2 separate regions of the Oryctolagus cuniculus genome follow, and region 2 is linked to region 1. A link is a contact called in public Micro-C data. All regions are on one chromosome and are shown on one strand. The core of a region is the stretch at or near the end of the contact, and the rest is flanking DNA. Distances in the headings are between cores, read along the strand shown.

What was found. A called contact is a pair of places that touch in the nucleus more often than the background predicts.
Region 2: a contact with region 1 is called in a Micro-C map of ear pinna, with 6 times the contacts expected there. The contact joins two enhancer-like sites. A contact is called at or near these places in 5 of 6 Hi-C or Micro-C datasets (ear pinna, embryonic fibroblasts, psoas muscle and 2 more).

What each region holds. Positions count from the first base shown.
Region 1 is chr7:50,208,219-50,211,170 of mOryCun1.1, reverse strand. All of the region lies in intron 12 of NOTCH2 (notch receptor 2), which reads left to right. Among named protein-coding and RNA genes, the nearest start is that of TRNAQ-CUG, 59 kb to the right of the region's middle. Within about 2 kb of position 1,425, at least 1 of the 8 cell types and tissues checked has an H3K27ac peak or open chromatin away from gene starts, as enhancers often do. A contact at or near this core is called in ear pinna, where this site is marked.
Region 2 is chr7:50,414,747-50,417,698 of mOryCun1.1, reverse strand. No RefSeq gene overlaps it. Among named protein-coding and RNA genes, the nearest start is that of SEC22B, 33 kb to the left of the region's middle. Within about 2 kb of position 1,583, at least 2 of the 8 cell types and tissues checked have an H3K27ac peak or open chromatin away from gene starts, as enhancers often do. A contact at or near this core is called in ear pinna, where this site is marked.

The DNA.
Region 1 (2,952 bases), core at 176-2,675:
ATTTAAGGAATACAAACTTCAAGCATTTCACAAGTACGATTTTAGGAATATAGTGATTCTTCCTACCACACCCACCCTCCCACCCCTCCCATTCCCTGTTTCCTTTATCTTTTAACCAGCTGATTGAAAAGTGCTAGAGGCTCCTGAGGAAAGCTGGGTTCCCTCACTGACACCTAAGGTTGTTCCTGGCACTGGCAGAGGGCACCCAGTGCGTGTTCTTTGCTTTCTGGACAGACGATGCCACACACAGCAGGCAGTCACGTGCTGCCACCCTGTCCTAATCCCTGTGTGCAGCTTTGCAGCTTATGTGAGAAAGTGCCCTCAGAGCTTTCAGCAGAGCCTGCCAGGACCAAATGAAGCAAATACAGCCACATAACTGCCGGGAGCTTACCTGGCTTTCTTTTCACAAACATTTGTCCTGCTGGGTTTGACTGTGGGCACCAGAGAGGAGTATTTGTGCCCCAGTGGGCGCCAGTGTCCCCTGCTCAGTGGACGATCTCTAAGAAGCTGGGTTTGGTGATGCTGTCACTGTGGAGCCTGAACCCTGTGTCACTGAGTCAAGTGGCCGTCGACTGAATACACAAAGTCCCTGCTGGATAGGATAAGAGTGCATGCTGTTAAATGGATATAGAAGGAATCAGTGACATCTGTTAAGGTCTTGTTTTGAGTGAAGCACTAAATGAAGTGTCTGATCTCACTGATGTCAGCATGGGATTGATGAAAAACCAGAGCTTGGTGAGGGCCAATAGTGTTGCCAGGGTCCCACCCCAGGCAGTCTATGCAGGACCCAAGATCCTTTCCACTGCCCTGGAGAGGCTTAGAAAGAGCCTGTCGTGGCCTCTTTGGGGATTTATGTAAGACTTCTGCTGGACATTCTTGTTGTTGAAATGCCAGTGATTCATAGTCTTTCTTTTTAACATTCGCAAGCCAGTAAGGCCAAGAGGGGAGAACATGGGCTAAAAATACTCCAACATAAACTAAAGGTGCAGCATGACAGTGCATGGCCAGGCAGTGGAATGTTTTGGTTACTGGGTGGTGCCTGCTCCTAGAACTATTTTCTATGTTGGGGATGTTTTTGTAAAAGTCAGCTGCTGAACACATCAGTGCTGACTGAGGTGTATGCTCATGAGCAGTGAACAGGAGGTGCTTTATTCTTTCCCCAGCTTTATTTTAATCCTTTTTCTACCCACCAACTTACTTAAATCTGTCAAAGGTATTATTGAGGGTTGTTTTTTTTTTATGTTTTTGTTTAGGACAAAGTTCTCTGTTCTCCTAGGACCTCTTTCTGCTGTTTGATTAAAAGGGGCCAGGTAAAGCTTAATGAGATGCTCCTATAAAATGTTTTTCAGTTTTACAAAGCACCTTCCTAGCCTTTGTCTTGGGGAAAGCACTCCATTGAACAAATGATGCAAGGGAGGGTGGGAGCTCCATGTGCCCCTGGCCTCAGCAGTGAGCTGTGGGGTGAGCACTGTGAGTACCCAGAAGGCAGAACTTCCTTAATCATCGCTGTCAGGCATCTGGAGCAGTGCCTTTCACAGAGGAGACATGTTGCTGAGTGAATGTGCAGATGAATGGGAGGGACTCTCATACTCTCGTACCTGTTGTCACTCATTAGCACCAACTTGCTGAGTGTCTGCAGAGTCAGAAAAATGGTGTAGCTTCTCATTTCAGTGGACACTGAGCCTGTCGAGGTGCATGGCCTTGCACTGGGCATTTCTGATGCACAGTGGACACTCCTTGAGGAGGGACCTTGCTGGTGAGGCAGCTGTCAGTCCACACACGTACAGCACTGGGAGGCCCTTAACACTCTTGCATAAGGATGGTTTCAGAACTCATTCTGGAAAGGAAAATGAATAAAAGTTAGCAACAAAACTTGGCTTCTGAGGAGGTGCTATCAAATATGAACCAAGAATGAAAAACGCTTTTTCTTCCTATCCTCCACTGGATTGCAGGCCCAAGGTAGCTCCTATCGAATAGTTCTGGCTCATGTTTTGGTCTTGGAGATGATAAACATCTCCAAGAATCAGCGATCGAGGTCAGAGCAGTAGTATTTTTAAACAAGTTATTAATAAAACACTTAAGAGGAAAACAGCAACCGCTTCCAGATTATGGGTCTTTACCACAAGAACCACCAATAACGGTGTAGAGAGTAATGGAGGGTGAAAAAATGTTAATACCCATACTTTGAAGGGGTGTGTATCTGTTTCATTTGGAATTTCCTGTTCTAAATGTAGGGTTGTGTTTTCCTGAATAAAAATGTCTGTTTTTATTTGAATTAGAACTTAACTTCCTTGAAATTTATATTCATTCTTATCAGTTACTTATTGTCACTCATTTACAAAATTACGCACAATCAATTTTGTATCATTTTGGAATATACAGTTTGGTCTTAATTATTCAAAACTTAATGAATCAAAACCGTTGCATAACTGGCCATATTACTGTGTTCAGCCTAATACTGTAAAGATCAGATGTCTTAAAACAGCAGACGTCTTTTCAAAGTTCAGTCTTGGTGCTGTCTTAGAGGAGGAACATACTCGCTTCAGTTTCCTGTATCCCATTATCAGCAGTATTAGCGGATGATAAGCAGTTAATTGTCAAGAGCGGAGTTTCTCAAAATCTCCATGTAAACCACATATTTTAAGTCTTTCACATGTTATAATTTGAGAACCACTTGGCTAGATTGAGGGTCCCTGCATTGTTTTTTGAATTACCAGAGAACAATAAAATTATGCCTAGAGTACCTACTTCCTGAGGCAGAAAAATAGATTAATACCACTGTAGGAATGAAAATAGCCTTTCTTTTAATCAGCTTAATCATTAACTAAGTTAATCGTCCATTCACTAAGCATTCCAGTGAATTGCAGTGTGCCATAGATAGAAATACAAGATTTGACCAACTGAAAAAATGAATTTGTAATAAACCAGCAAGAAGCATACTAAAGCAAGCTT
Region 2 (2,952 bases), core at 334-2,833, 210 kb before region 1:
AGAGGCTCTGCCACTTCCTCAAAGTATCTGGTGCAGGTCAACGTAAAGAAAATAACCTTTTCAAAATGATGACAAAGCTAATCTTATTATAATAAATACCACAACAAAGATTCACTGATTTCAAATATTTTGTCTTTTTCATGTCTTCTGAAGAAAATGACTTTTTTTAAATAAAGATTTATTTATTTATTTGAAAGAGTTAGAGAGAGGAGAGGCAGAGAGAGAGAGAGGTCTTCCATCCGATGGTTCACTCCCCAATTGGCTGCAATGGCCAGAGCTGCACCAATCGGGAGCCAGGAGCCAGGAGCTTCTTCCGGGTCTCCCAGGTGGGTACAGGGGCCCAAGGACTTGAGCCATCTTGCACTGCTTTCCCAGGCCATAGCAGAGAGCTGGATCGGAAGTGGAGCAGCCGGGATGCAAACCAGAGCCCATATGGGATGCCAGCACTTCAGGCCGTTAACCTGCCACGTCACAGCGCCGGACCCCAAAATGACTTTCTTTAATCTCACTTTAATGGTTTGATCTATATAGCCAGAAACTTCTGCCCACGTTTTTCCATTTAACTCCAGATCTCACTTAGCACCAACTTTGAAATAATTTTTTTTGGTAAGAGGAGAGTAAGGTGTTCAGCCCTGATTCTTCCAATGTAAGATGCCCAGCAGAATCCAAAGACTGATTGCCAGCAGTGTGTAAGTACATCTGTCCCAGTGTCTGTATGACTCAAAGAAGAAATTATCTATATCTGGTCTTTCTCATTCAAATTTATTTTAAAATACCCTTGTGCTTTTCTACCTTTAAGTAGAGAATCATCTTGTAATAACATGATCAGATAGCGCTTAAGATAATCTTCCTGGCATAGTAAATGCCATCACAGACTTATTTTCATTTGATCCTCACTCTTACCCTGGGAGGTTGGTAGGCACCACTCCCGTTGGATAAACTTTCTCAGCTGCAGTCAGTCAACTGTTCTGCACTTGAAGAGAAAAGTGCAGGGGGTCGCTGGGCCTGTCAAGAGGGCACCAGGGGCTGGGTGATTTCTCCTTCCTCATAAGTGCTGTAAGAGCTGATTCTGAATCATGCGTTTTCTGCCTGCCTTATTCCAGCCAGATCTGGGACAGGAAGGCTTTCAATTACAGTTTTTCAGTCCCTTCCACTTTTGCCAGTTCATTTCTAGCTTTGCTTTTGAAAAAAAAAAAAAAATGTTCCCCACTCCACCCACCCTACCACCCCCAAGTCAGAGTTCTCTTTCCATTCCAACTAAGCCTCTTCCTGTTCTTCAGAATTGCACCATATTCTTGGCGTAATATAGACTAACACCCCCATGTTGGCACCAGGGAGCCTATGGGCCTTCTCTATGGGTTGAAAGTTCTTGTCTGGTGAGCACAGCATAAGTCACACACTTCCTGACTTTTAGCCCTGCCCGACTGAATTTGCCTCTGGGAAAAATATACATATTCAGATTTCTGTTTATTTATAAATCCCCTTCACTCCAGGCCTGCCCTGGAGTGAGCAAGATTAACCAAGTAGGGGCAGTGTGGACGACCATTTAGGGCAGAGGGACTTGTGTACACCTTTAAATGAGGAGCAGTCCACCCTTGCTGTTTCTAATTCTTTACTTCTCATTTTTCAGCCCAGTCTGATCTAGCACTGACTCCCATTGTACTGGAAGGGGCTTTCACTAAGGCCACTAATGCTGTCCCTGCCCCCTGTATTACCAAACTCAGTGAATACGTCAGTCTTTATCTTACTAGACATCTGAACAGCATCCGATGCTACTGACCACATCCTCCTTGATAGGCTCACTGGCTTCCTCTAGTTTCCATGTACCATTATTTCTTCCTTGCATTCGTCAAGGATCTTAGTAGCTGTTGCAAGCCTGTCTTTCTCTATTAGCTCTGAAAATGTTTGTGTACTATCCACCCAGTTGCTCCAGCCAAAAACCTGGGATTCAGTTTTTATTTTTTTGCTCTCCACATTCATTCAATAGCCAATAATCTCTTTTTTAAATATTTGTGTATTTATTTGGAAGAGTTACAGAAAGGGAGAAACAGAGAGCTTTCATCCATTAGTTCATTCCCCAGATGGCCGCAATGACCAGGGCTGAACCAGGCTGAAGCCAGGAGCTTCATCCAGGTTTTCCATGTGAGTGCAGGGGCCCAATGACTTGAGCCATCTTCCACTGCTTTGCAAGGTGCATTAGCAGGGAGCCAGATCAGAAGTGGAGCAGCCAGGACTTAAATCAGCACCAATATGGGATGCTGGCATCACAGGCAGCAGCTTTACCTACTGCATCACAATGCTGGCCCCTCAATAACCAATAATGTGTCCACTTCTTGCCGTACCCACTCTCACAACCTGGCCCAAGTGATTACCATGATTTTTGCACATTCTTTTGCTGGTTTCCTGCTTCCAGTTTTTCTCCCTGTGGATCATTTTCTACCAACCACCAGAAGGTTCATTGTATAAGTTCACCTTGTCTGTTTAAACTTTAGTGGCCTCCCATTATCCTTGAGATAGAGTCTACAGTTCTTAACATGGCTCGAAGCCCTCCCCCCCCCCCCCCCCGGGTCAGCAGGCTGCCCTCAGTCTGAACTCCACTCCCACTGGACTTCCAGGGTTTCAACTCTGCTTCCTCTTGCTTCTGGGCCTTCACAAATGCTGGTTGCCTGGAACCAGTGACTCCGAGGCCTCAAACATCTAGCCCGAGTCTACCTGCAAATTGTCATTTAGCTTGCATCAGAACTGAACTTGATATTTAATGCTTAATTCTTGAAACCAGAATTTACATGTTCTCATCCTATATATTTCTCACTTATTTGAAAAATACATCCAAGGTCATGCTCTAATGAAAATGTATCTGAACTAATTAACTTGGGGTTGACTTACCATAGTTGAATATAAATTGGAACATACTTTTTAAATTGTACTGGAATGTTTTCTTGATTGTTATTC